2 separate regions of the Oryzias latipes genome follow, and region 2 is linked to region 1. A link is a contact called in public Hi-C data. All regions are on one chromosome and are shown on one strand. The core of a region is the stretch at or near the end of the contact, and the rest is flanking DNA. Distances in the headings are between cores, read along the strand shown.

What was found. Hi-C and Micro-C count contacts between places; a contact is called where the count stands out from the background.
Region 2: a contact with region 1 is called in a Hi-C map of gastrula embryo, with 1.7 times the contacts expected there. The contact joins two enhancer-like sites. A contact is called at or near these places in 2 of 5 Hi-C or Micro-C datasets (embryo and gastrula embryo).

What each region holds. Positions count from the first base shown.
Region 1 is chr19:14,921,361-14,927,621 of ASM223467v1, forward strand. sdk2 (protein sidekick-2) reads left to right here. Exons shown (of 45, transcript XM_023949204.1): 15 at 362-509; 16 at 3,296-3,436; 17 at 3,938-4,119; 18 at 4,800-4,915. Among protein-coding and RNA genes, the nearest start is that of cdc42ep4, 62 kb to the right of the region's middle. Within about 2 kb of position 3,806, at least 3 of the 8 cell types and tissues checked have an H3K27ac peak or open chromatin away from gene starts, as enhancers often do. A contact at or near this core is called in gastrula embryo, where this site is marked.
Region 2 is chr19:15,009,844-15,016,709 of ASM223467v1, forward strand. No RefSeq gene overlaps it. Among protein-coding and RNA genes, the nearest start is that of tekt3, 27 kb to the right of the region's middle. Within about 2 kb of position 4,413, at least 3 of the 8 cell types and tissues checked have an H3K27ac peak or open chromatin away from gene starts, as enhancers often do. A contact at or near this core is called in gastrula embryo, where this site is marked.

The DNA of each region.
Region 1 (6,261 bases), core at 2,556-5,055:
ATGCTAGACGTGCGTTCAAGGACCCGTCATCTTTAACCTGCGTTAAGTTGCTTATTTTTGCCTCTCCTCTATGCATAAAATCGGCGGGTTTGTTTTTTTATTTAAGGTCATAAACAATGAGTCCAATTAGGGATGTTTATCAATAATTTTTCCTTAATTAGATGGTAAAACCTTATAAAATATGCAACTTCAGTTCATGCATTTGCTGTTTGAAAGCTTAACATTCTTAAATTCAAGAAGTTTTATTCAAATCCCTCTGCTTTTTTCTTTTCGGGGCATTAGAGCTCAATGGTTAGCAGCGAAGAAAAGACATTGTTTTTCTTTGTGTGTCTAACATGTGTGTTCCTCCTTTGTGCCATAGATGCTCCCTGGGCCATCTTGCAGGCCAATATTGAACCAGAGTCTACAGCAGTGACGGTGAACGGTTTGATTCCAGCTCGCTCCTATCAGTTCCGCCTCTGTGCCGTTAATGATGTGGGGAAGGGGCAGTTCAGCAAGGAGACAGAGCGGTTAGTCATAGAGTTTAATCTGTTTTCGGCCAGATCAACATTTATCCCATTTATTATTCAAGTTAACGTGAAACTGGATTTATTTTTTGTAATTGTTGAGCAGACATTTTCTTCTCTAGTGAAGTTATTTGCTCACTAATTATGCCTCGCAGCAATCATTGACTGCAAGGACCATATAGGAATTGTCCAATAAGTGAATGCGGCCAAAAAATTCAAATTCCACTAACAAAACCAAAACAGGTGTTGGAGAAATTTGAAAATATTATGGGATTGCCACAGGATCTATGGCTTGGTGGCCATTTTAGGAAATTTTGCAATTCTCATATTTTCACAAAACTGGGAAAAGAAACTTTTCTTCAAGCAATCTTCACTAATTTTCATACGCCAGGTCAAGTGTAAAACCACAAACAAGGTTTTGACCTTTGACCTCAGGAAGAGGCCACCAAAACAAATTTAAACTACTCCAAGGGATTTTGATCTATTACCTCCTAAACTCCTCGAGCATCATTTGAAAGCTGCCTGGGAAAAAAGGTTGGAAATAGAAGTTGTACATTTTGAACGCCATCGGCGTGGCGGGCTAGCAAAAGAACATATTCATCTACTGCTCACACATTTTGTACCAAAATATTGTGAACATTAAATACATGGTCTGTTGGCTCAAGCTGAACAAAACAGTGACATACAATGTGAATACAGTAAGAATGTGGGCCCCTTAACCAAAAACCTCAGTTGCCAAGGAAATCCCCAATTTTTGCTTTTGCAGATTCTTCTAAAAATGACATAGACCTGTTTGTCCCCCCCAGGGTGACCAAAAAATAAATGGTTGCTATGAAGCTAATACCAACAGAAAAGCTGCCTTTTTGCAAAAAGAGTTTGTCACCTACCGACCAGGGTGGGAGGGGCAGAGGGGGGAAGTGAGGAAGTTTTAGCTAATATATTTTCAGTGGGAAAAATCTCATCAAAAGCCATTGAACTGTTTTTTTTTTTTTTCTTTTCTTCGTGTTTAATCTTGATTCCCAAGAAAATATGTTGTTCACCTTTCAGCATGTTCCTACAGGGCTCCTCACAGCGAACCAGTGAACACCTGGTTTGGCAAAGAGTTTATGCCGGATACCCGGATTGTCAAGAAAATATATGAAAATAAATCAAACGCATTAAAAGCCCGATTAATTAAAAAAAAAAAAATACTAGCTTTGAGTTGCTAATTTAAAGTCTTCTGTTGTCAACAGAACATTCTATTGCGAGTATTGAAAGGATTTGAAAACTCATGCACAAAGATATGCCTCTTCAAAGAATGTGCAGAACTGCCACTGCTGCAGATTTGTTCTATCGAAACGTTTCATCCCCAGTAGGATAGAGTATCTGCAAACCAGTTAGCTAGGATCCTCTAAAAACTTTTAGAGACCCACTCCGGATGGGTTTTGATCTATTTTTAGAGTGTTCCCAGTCTTTTAGTTATGATTGTGCCATTTTTATCCAAAATCCAAAAACCTGTGTCGTTTTCTAGGACGTATATTGTCTGCAGAGCAACAGTTAGAAGTTCTGGCGACGAACAACCCCGCCCCCCTTCCCCTCATTGATCATTGATTCCCCAAGCTCTCTGTTTACTCACTCCTCCACTACCTCTCACACACAAACTAACATTAACGGTGCAACAAAAATGGCGAGCAATATCTGAGCAGTACAGTTTGGAGCCAGGTTCCAGCTCAGGCGAGGAAAACAAAGGCGTACATGAATCTATGTGTCTGCAAGTGGAACCAATTAGAATGGAGCGGAGCAGGGAGCTAGTGAGCCGCCAATTGTATTTTCGAGGTATTTTTCAAACTGCATTTTTTGTCTCTTTCTGATTTACATCAATTTGAATAAAGAAATACTCAGAAATGCCAGTTTAAGCTTTTATATATATATATGTCCTCCCTTATCAGAACAATGTCACTAGAACATGTTAGAATACCAAAAACATAATTTTCTTTAGGATGGGTCTTTGAAACATGTTTAGTTTTGAACAAATAAGTCTGCACATCCAATGAACTTCTGCAGCTCGAAGCTGCAGAAGAGCACGTCAGATGGTGAAATCAATGCCTGTAGTAATCCACAAATCCTGAAATGATTCTTAATTGAGCTTTCTAGAAAGGTAAAAGCTTTCCTTCATGGTAAAAAAAAAATTTGTTGCCAAGACAACAAGTTGGAGTCGATGTTGATGGAGTCGACATGAAGTCTGTTCAGCTTCCCATTGGAGGATCTGCTAAAGGGATTCCGTTTTCAGAGATGGGCTCAGGTCTGACCTCCCTGTGGCCTTAAACAACTTTTGCTTGCCACCTCCTCCCTCCATGCTCTTGTCCAACTGTCCCATCGCTGTCACAGGGGAGTCCGTCTGTTTGTTTCAGCGTGGCAAGCACAGGACTCTCTATGTCTCTATTTGCCACTAAGCCTCTGAAGCTGATCTCATTCCTTTCTCCTATATGTATCTTCTCTCCAGGCGCTCTGGGATTTTGTCAGGGTATATAAAAGGCTTTTAGGCACCCGTGCAGCCCAGACATCCTATAATGGGCTCATAAATTACATCATATATGGAGCCGTTTTGGGTAGAAAAAGTAAAAGATGTTTTAAAAAATGGAAGAAAGTGTCAAAAAACAATAAAAATAAAGAAAAACTGTATTTTCATCACCAAAAAATGATGTTACTTTAGACAGTTAAATTACTTGAGTTATATTTATGGAACTAAAACATTTTATGGGTATAAAATGAACTTCTCTTTTTGTCGTCTCTGTGTCTGTATGCTGCAGTGTGTCTCTCCCGGAGGAGCCCCCGAGTGCTTCTCCTCAGAATGTCATCACCAGCGGGCGCACCAACCAGTCCATCATGATCCAGTGGCAGCCACCGCAGGAGAGCCACCAGAACGGCATCCTCAGGGGCTACATTGTCCGGTAAAATCCATATTCATGCACCTTTCAGCTAAAAATCAATATTTTAATCTTCAAATGCTACAAGTACATGGTAAAAGATTCAAGTTTTTAAATTAAATGAGTAAATATGTTTGATCTTATAACACTCTGATTTTCAAATTAAAAGATAAAATATATCTTAGATTTAAAAGAGTTTTGTCAGCAATTAATGACTAGATTTTTTTAATGGAGTGACTCCACTGACTTGTCAGCAATAAATCAGCCAACTTGTAAAGGCATAATTAGTTTGCTTTTCTGTCAAGTTTTACATTCATGACACCCAAACAAGACCACAGATGTTATTCAGACTCCAGGCAGCGCTGTCAGTGTGGTGCTCTGTCTCCCCCTAGCAGGGATTCCAGGGAACTGTGCGCTCCTACAGGCCCACAACCACGCTGCAGACTAAACTGAGCATGCACCAACCCTCCTCCCCCCCTTCACAAACCACGGCGTTTAATGCTTTTCAAATGTCATGCCTTTTAGATACCGCCTCACCGGGCTGCCTGTGGATTACCAAATCAAGAACATCTCCAGCCCAGATGTGACCACCCTGCTCCTGGAAGACCTCATCATCTGGACTAACTATGAGATTGAGGTGGCGGCCTACAATGGGGCAGGCCTGGGGGTTTTCAGCCATAAAGTCACTGAGTGGACTCTCCAGGGAGGTGAGCATCCACATCTGCAAAATTGCTGATTTTACCTGTTTATATTGGGATGAATACATTTTAGTTTTTGAAAGTGTCTAACCATTGAATGTTCACGAGAGCTGGACTGAGTGACCCCTCCCACCACTCTGTACAAACAGAAAGCTAAAATTAAAGTTATAAACTGACTAATCAGATGGCTCAGTAAAAGTATATGCTCTCACGTCAAATTTGGTAGAGGTGTGTCACTTCTGACTGTCAAGAGTGGTTGTCATAGAAATATGGACTCAGACCAACTTGGACCAATCACTGCGTACTGACATTTTCTGGTTCTAACATGACAACGTCAGTATCGCAGGAAAAAGTGGCGACTGAATTGACCTTAATGCAACCATGTAAGTCATTTTCTTTGGATGATGTCACACTCACTTGGTCCAGTTCTCATATACAGACAATGTGTTTAAGCATTCAATCAGGTTGATGATCTCTCCCTGAAATCATGTTAAAAAATAGAATCAGCCTTTGTTTATGTGACGTCCCAGTTTCAGAGTCACCCTTGGTGTTTGGTGTGAGTGTCACACAAAGGCTGATGGGAAAATCTGCCCAGACCTGTACGACAGCGATCAATGCTGACGCCAAACTAGTTGCTAGCAGTTTTTTTTACCCCCCATCTTCTTTTTTCTCTTGCCTTCTCCATCCAGTTCCAACCATCGCTCCGGGAAACGTGAAAGCTGAAGCGGTCAACTCAACGGCGATCCGTTTCACCTGGAACGCTCCGAACCCGCAGTTCATCAACGGCATCAACCAGGGCTACAAGGTCAGCGTTCAGCCTTCCCCCACATGGTGACCAGTGGTCAATAAGATAAAAATAAAAAAAATCTTCTGCGGGTGAACTCGCATTGCCTCATCAAGTGAGAGCAAAGCTTGAGGGCAAATAATAGTGCTGGCAGTGAAAAGAATGGACCTTGTTTACTCATTAGTTAAGTCAAACTGCATTCTCTTTTTTTCTTCAGGTTTAGTGAGATGCTCACTTAAACCTACTGATAAATGTCTTGATTATTTTACCAGTGGCTGTTAATTATAGTCATTTTTTTGTCTCTCGTGTGTCCTTTCATCTGCTCAAAGCCCTCAGTAAATCATTTTGTATCTTCCCCTCTGACTCCATAGAGAATTCCTTGTGTCGTGATTATTTTCCCCCTCATTTTGACTAGTCGTTGGTACTTTACAGGTCAGTTAACGCCTTAGTCACAACTGCCCTTGCGGGTGGACACTGAGTGTCTCCAGGCAGAATGTGGACAAATCTGTATGGGGCCCGGACAACCTAAAAACCTGCAGCACCCGTATGAGTGCACATGACTGAGGCTTTACTAATGACTAGAGTGTGGTGTTGGGGCATCGTACAACTGCATCACCCGTACTTCACGAGTGTGTGTAACTTACATTATCCTTACAAATACTTCACGATACACTTACCACACGCCAGACAATCGTGTGTTCCATTTTCATGATGTCCTTCAAGGTGGCCGCATGAGCCTTAAGGGAACTCCAAGACTTGCCTGCGCTCTCTTGTCTACAACCCTGTATGGCCCGGACTACCCAAAAATCCTCGACACCTGTACATGTCAACCCCTGTACCGGTGCATGTGTCTAAAGCTACAGACTCCCCGGGCCTTTGATGCAGATTCAAAAACGCGCTAAACGCAGGTTATTGAACGCAGGTTTACCCCATGATGTTCACACTGGAAAAACAGGGAGGGGCTTCCACTTCTTTTTCTTTTTTACTATTTGCTAGTGCATGTCCGTCATCTACAGTTGGAGGAGGCTTGTGGAATTGGCACAAACTTCTTGAGTCTTGCTCCAGCCTTTATCTTTCGCAGCTCTGTCCCAAAGGTATGAAAAATTCTGGCTGGGCACAAACCACGGTTATTAATTTCTCCTCCATGATCAATTTCCAATGGTTGTGACTTATTTAAAGGGGTGCCTTCAATACGTCACTTCCCAATCAGAGTCTCTCATTGGTCAAAGTTCAACCTGTTTTTTTTTAACACAGATGCCTAAAACACAGGTTTACGCGTGTTTACATGTGTTTACATTGACCTTTTATGCTTTTTATGAACTTAGCTTAAGGTATTAGGGGGTGGGCTTCATCTATAAAAAATAAAA
Region 2 (6,866 bases), core at 3,163-5,662, 89 kb after region 1:
GAAAGACCCCGGTTCAAGTCCTGGCTGGGGGACCTGAAGCAGAACATCAATGGGGGACCTTTCTGTGTGGAGTTTCCATGTTCTCTCCATGTGTGGGTTTTCTCCGGGGACACCGGCTTCCTCCCACTGTCCAAAAACATACTCCATAGGTTAAAGGGATACTCTAAATCAGGGGTCGGGAACCTATGGCTCGCGAGCCATATATGGCTCTTTTGATGGTCACATGTGGCTCGCAGACAAATCTTTAATTATAGTTTTTTTTTTTCATTAGACCAGTCCTTCTCGGGCGCGATGCCAGAGGCGCGCAGTAGTAGCAGTGCTTAGAGAGAGAAATCTGCGCCAGCGCTATCAGTTACTATTATCTATTATTTCACAGAGTTTGTACCAGCCGGAAACCTGTGAATTGACGTGCCTAAAACTGCGCGCTCCCGTCTCTGAGAAAGAGCGCGCAGATGCGGGGACGGGATGTGTGAGGGAGAAAGCAGAGGGTGGGGCTGAGGTGTTGTGGGGACAGGCAGCAGGTGAATCGCGCAGGGATTGTAAAAACGTAAAACCCGCTTCCTGTCACTCACTGCAGCGTGTGAGTGTGTGTTTGGCTCCACGTCTGCATGTGATCAGTCTGTCTCACATCTACAGAACATTCAGACCTAAGATCACGTTTAAAGTCTCAACGCCTGAACGAAGCAGAAACTCACCACGTATCAACCAGACTAGATCATCAGCAAAACTACCACGAGAAATACTCATCATTTATTAGCAATAGCATAACAATGTTATTAAAAAGAATCCACAGACTTATTGTACTTTAAAAATGTTGAAATTACATCAAATGCACACATTCATTTGTATATTTAGTTTTAAACAAATTGTCGCGGACTGAGTTTAACTTGGCTGTTGGGCCGCGTTAAAAGTTCTGGAGTTCATTGAACGCGTCAAGCAGAGATCTGATTGGCTCTCAGTTCTGTCGCTCAGCCTGTTGTTAGGTAGTTTGGACCAATGGGGTTCAGCTATGGGCCGAATAAGGGAAATGGGAGGGCTGCAGCGGGAGCAGGGGAATATAAAGTTGGGAGAAGCGCTCTCGTGTCGGCGGGAGAGATTCAGGAGTTGCTGAATTAATTGAACGGCGTTTGTTGCGGTCTGCAGTAATCGGAATAAAGAACTTTAAAAGAGGTTAAGTCTCCGTGCCTCAGTGTGGGGAAGGGACACTACATTATTGTATGGCTCTTTCGAAATTACATTTCAAAATATGTGGCATTTATGGCTCTCTTGGCCAAAAAGGTTCCCGACCCCTGGTCTAAATTGTCCTTAAGTGTGAGTGTGAATGGGTGTGTGATTTTGACCCTGCGACAGACTGGCGTCCTGTCCAGGGTGCCGCCTGCCTTCGCCCATAAGTGGCTGGGATAGGCTCCAGCAGCCCGCGACCCAGAAAGGGACAAAACGGAAGAAGATGAACTTTGATTTCTGGAAATTACTTGTGTTTTCCATAATGTTTCTTTTTTCTGTAGGGGGGGGGGTGTCATTATTATTATAGTATGATTTGCACTTCCGGGCCTCCGTAGGTTCTTGATTGCCTTTGATCATTTAGAAGGCAGAGTTGTAGAAATAAAATAGATAAACAGCAACTTTGTGCAATCAATCAGTCAATCTTTATTAAAAAATAAAGCAGCTGGAGGTCATGCGTTGGAGCTTAAAGCTCTTCACAATTAAAAACAGACAGCAAAATAGAAAAAAACTTCAAACCAACCCTGCCCCCACCCTCCATTCACACATACGTCCCATGACCCCACACACAATGAAAACTTGACTGTAATTTGAAAACAGACGTATGGCTTGGCTCCGGCGTGAGGATACCATAGACAGCGATCTATTATACCAGGAGCAGCTCAGCCAAAGAACCTCGCTGCAGCGACAGCAGCAAGGTCAGCCGAGAGACCCTAGCCACCTCATTATCACCGTGGTAACAACCCCAAACCAAACCAGCAAGCCCTGGTACAAAATATCCCCCTATGATGTTGCTGGGGCTTAAATCATAATAAAAAGGAAAGTAAAAAAAGTCTTAAGTCTTGAGCCTCTTCTTTACAATCTCTAAGGTCTCTGCGGCCCTGGAGGGCCCCGATGGCAGAACAAAGATTCACCGTTAAGTTTTGGTCCTCACCTCAGGAAGAACTAAAAGGCCGGCGCCGGTGGACCTGAGGGTCCGCGAGGGCTCATACTTAACCCTTGTGCTCCCACGTGTGTTCCCACGCCCCGGTCCTCGTCAGAACTGGTGCCGCTGAGTTCTGTAGTAGTTGTCGGCTAGCAAAGCAGAAAGCAGGGCTTTCCAATAGAACTTCAGGGCCTGTGCGACGTGTTCACAAGATGGAATAAAACTATTTTTACTCATGGAAATGATGTCAGAACTTTTAGTCACTTCAGGAAAAAATGTAAACATTTTTGGTTTTATGAGTGGGATTAAAGTGGAGAAGAGCTTTTTGTTCATTGCCGTTAATCTTTTTTTATGTTTCTATTGTGACTTTTTTCTCAGTACTGAAAAAACATTGATTTTATCTTTTGTTTTAGGCTGCTCCCGTAAAAATCCAAACAAAAGGGAAGATTTATTTGAGCTTTTCCAATAGTCTAAGACATTTAAAACACATTTCAAGTTTTCCACAAAGTCAGCTGACTTCCAACCAGACGGCTTCCTCTTTCCCTTCATCTGGCTTTGTTGACATCAGCCCATCACGTGTGGTTGCTGCTGTTCGGAAGAGCAAACACGCAAATCTCACCGTGATCTCAGTCAGGTCCAGAGGGAGCAAAACCAAAGCCTCTGCGGCGTGAATGCACTGTCGAAGGTTTCAGGAGGACCTGGGCTTTGTTTGTTCTAGAATGACAGAAGGTTGAAAGTGACTTTCAGCGACTTCTCTGCTGTGTGCTGAGAAATGTCTGACAAGAATTCTGCCTGAGCTCTGCTCACAATCACAGACATCTGCGCTCATGTCCCTGCAGATCTAAGGAACGCAGAGCCGCTGAAAATATTTGAGAACTGATGTCTGCACACATTTACAGCGAGAGCAAAATCCCTTCACAGTAAAAGATTCCTCATTTGGATCTCTGGGTCCAAGCCAATAAAGGAAAAGGAGAACAATGAGACAATAATTTCTAAAGTTTATAGTTTTTTCTTAAAGTTGAAGAATAAGTTTTGTAAATAGGTTTGAATTTTCTCATCATCTAGGTGAATTAAAGTGTTGTTTTTATGTCTTCTGCTTATCTTTAAACATTTAAGGTGCAGTTTTGTTCTATTGCCAGCAGAGGAAGCCAGAGCATTTTATTTTCTTTTAAGGATGGTTTGTCTAAAAGAACAAAAACAAAAAAAGCTTTAGACACAGAAGAAATTTTAAATATCAAATTGTTCTCATCCATTTTTTGTATCTAACAAAGAGTAATTGTTCTTTTCTAACAAAATAAAATCAGAATAACTATTAACCTGTTCATATTAAAAGGTTTATTTTATTAAAATATAAAAATGAAAAGTAAATCCTTATACATGCTCAAACAAAAAAAATAAATAAAGAAAGAACTTAAACAAAAGTTCTTGCCTGCAAAAACAGGCTTCCCAGAAATAATTCAAAACTCCTTAAACCTTTGGAAATTTTTTTATTAAACAGGCAAAAAATAAAATAAAACGACCAATACGGAAAGAAAAGTGATCTCAGCAAGAATTTTTATTTCAAGGAAAAAAAAATTCTAGTAGAAACATTTTGCTATTGAGTAAGCTCTCTTGATAAGATTATTTTCTTGCAAGACAGAAAATAAGACTTCTTTTTTAAAAAACTTTTTCAGATTCAGTGTTTTGGAGCTGCAATTGTCTTTTTTTGAATATCTTGCTTCAGTGTCATCTATCAATATGTAGATAAGATAAGATGTGCCATCTTTGTCTATTTTTAGTACAATTATTTGCAAACCGCAGATTTTCTGAAGGACATTTGTTCGTTATCTCAACTTTTAGAAATTGGATTGAATAAAAACAAACTCAAAATCAATTTCAAAATAAAAGACCTGGGGTAAACCTTACTTCAAAACGTAGCTGCATTTTCTATAAACAGTAGAATAAAAGCTGCCTCTTCTGCCTTTTTGTTGAATGCTAGGAAGTATTTTGGAATATTTTCAGTGTTAAACAGATTTCTTAAACCCATCAAATTTTAAAACAAATTAATAATAAACTAAAAACAACCTTTTTAGTTATTTTTTTCTTTTTAAAGATTGCACAGTCCTGACAAAAGGCCTTAGCATCACGCTGACATTACACATCCTGCCTGTCACTTTGACACACAGCCACAGTTTGTTTCCATTTCCTGCTGTCGGACCAACAGTCCAAGCTGACACCCTTTTCACTGCCCCCCCTCTGGGATTTCATGTCCTGTAGGGTGTGTGTGTGGGGGGGGGGGCTTCCTTCCCCAGGAGCTGATTTGGATGAGGAAGGGCTGGAAGCTGGTGGCTGACTCCAACGGCGCCCTGGGAGGAGGCTGCAGAGAGGAGCTGCAGGCGTGCTCTCACATTTTTAGTCATTTTTGGGTCTGGAAGGATTTCACAATAAAACAAAGAAGGACATGCAGTTCATCCTCTGCTACAACCTCGGCACTTCCCTTCACACTTGTAGTGTCCAGTATATGTCATGTCGTGTGTGTCTTTTTTTGTGTGTGTGAACATATAATAAGAGCTTTCTAGTATATTTGGTAAAAAAAAAAAAAAGGCACGCATTGCCAAACCTAATTTGATCCATCAGGAGCTTAATGAAACGCTAATTTTTTGTATAGGAAAAAACAAGTAGTAATCATTTTTTATTTTTTTTAAAGAATTTTAAAAGGTCTGCAAATAAACAAAAATGCAGATTTTTGCAGCAATCAAGCGTTTGAAAAGATGAAATGAGCGTTGTTTTGTCTCATAGTTAACTTTCTGTCTATACTGGAACCTAACCACCTCCAACAAAAGGGTTTTACCAAAGAACAAAAGTCTGTCGCTTGGGTGGCGATCCAACAACGATTTAAGGATCTAACCACAATTTGTACAATTTTGTACTATTTAAACTAAATATGTCTTAATGGTTCATACATTAGTTTTTTTTACTGGACATATGAAATTTAAAACGATGTATATTTATTCACCATCATTTGTACCAGGGGTCACTAACTACTGGACCCAGACGGTGGGTCATGCGGATCCCAACACAAAGCAAAACAAATAAGATGGGAACTCTAAATGGTGCAGCTCGTCTTGTATGAAGGTATTAATCTTCCAAAATGGACAAGCTTGTATATTTGATTTGAGAACTTGTAATACAGAATGTGAATACTTGTGCAAAAAATATCTGCATCTGTGTGTAAAAATCTTCTGCTGTGAACTGACAAATTTCCATTTTCATGTGTTCATCTAGAGTTACAACTTCAAATCTGTGATTACAACTGCTCAAATGTGCTTCTGCGTGTGCTCGAATCTGCTGGCGCAAATCACAAGTGCGCTACAACTGTGCTCTGAATTCTGACACATTCCTTGCGAAAAACTTGTGTCAAAACTGATCTGTGTACGAAAATGGACCTGGGGGGAGGGAGGGTTAGAGGAGGCGGAGTCAACCAATCAGAGTGCAGGATTCGGAGAACTTGGTAAAGTTAGAAAGAGCTTCACAGATTCGGACTTCCTGCTTCAATAACTCTTCTGATAAACGTTCAAATGTGTCAGCAAGTATGTCAATCCTTTTGTATTAACACAGAGAGTGAACCACAAATGCATTTCTGAAGAAAAAAGTCATTTTTTTTCCTACATTTTAATGAGAAATGATCTCTTTGTGCTTTAAATGCAGACATACAGCTAGACGGTTGCGAACGGACAGCGTCAGCAGGAAGATCATCTTTGTTGTAGCAGGACAACAGGGCCAGGGCTATTGAGCAGCTTTATTATAGGTCATATGGATTAACATTTGAAAAAAATGTATTAGATTAGATCAAGGCGTTCCCCGCGATGTTCCAGGCGACGGCACGGCGGAGCGTGGCTGTGGCGGTCCCAGCCCACTGAGCAACGGCTGTTTCGGCGCGAGCGACAGGCGTGCCCCGCCGTCGGTCAGCGGGATCCTCGCTTCTTCTTTCCTCGGCGGAGCTCGGCGTCTGGCTGTTGAGCTCCGCGGAGGAAATTTAAAAGCGAGGATCCCGCTGACCGACGGCTGGGTCCACGACACCGCGCTACGCCGTCGTCCAGCGGGATCCTCGGCCTCTCCCTCCTCCGCGGAACTCGGCGGCTGGCAGCGGTGTGACACCGCGCTACGCCCTCGCTCAGCGGCCAGACGCCGAGTGAGCGACGGGCGAGGCTGGGTCTGCGCGACTGCTGTGCTCCGCCGTCGGTCAGCGGGTCCTCGCATCTCTTTCCTCGACGGAGCTCAATGGCTGGCCGCTGAGCGCCGGCGTAGCGCGGAGTCACAAACCCAGTATGGTTTCTAATTTATGTTTTCAAAGGTTAATTCGTATGAGTTATAATAAAGATGCTCAATAGCCCTGGCCCTATTGTCCTGCTACAACAAAGATGATTTTCCGTTGGCAGCCGTCTAGCTGCATGTCTGCATTTAAGCAAAATAGATCATTTCTCATTAAAATGTAGGAAAAAAACGTTTTTTTTTCTTTAGAAATGCATTTGTAGTTCACTCTCCGTGTTAATACAAAATGATTGAGAGATTTGCTGTCACATTTGAACGTTTATCAGAAGAGTTATTGAAGCAGGAAGTCCGAATCTGTGAAACTCTTTCTAACTTTACCAAGTTCTCCGAATCCTGCACTCTGATTGGTTGACTCCGCCTCCTCTAACCCCTCCCTCCCCCCCAGGTCCATTTTCGGACACAGATCAGT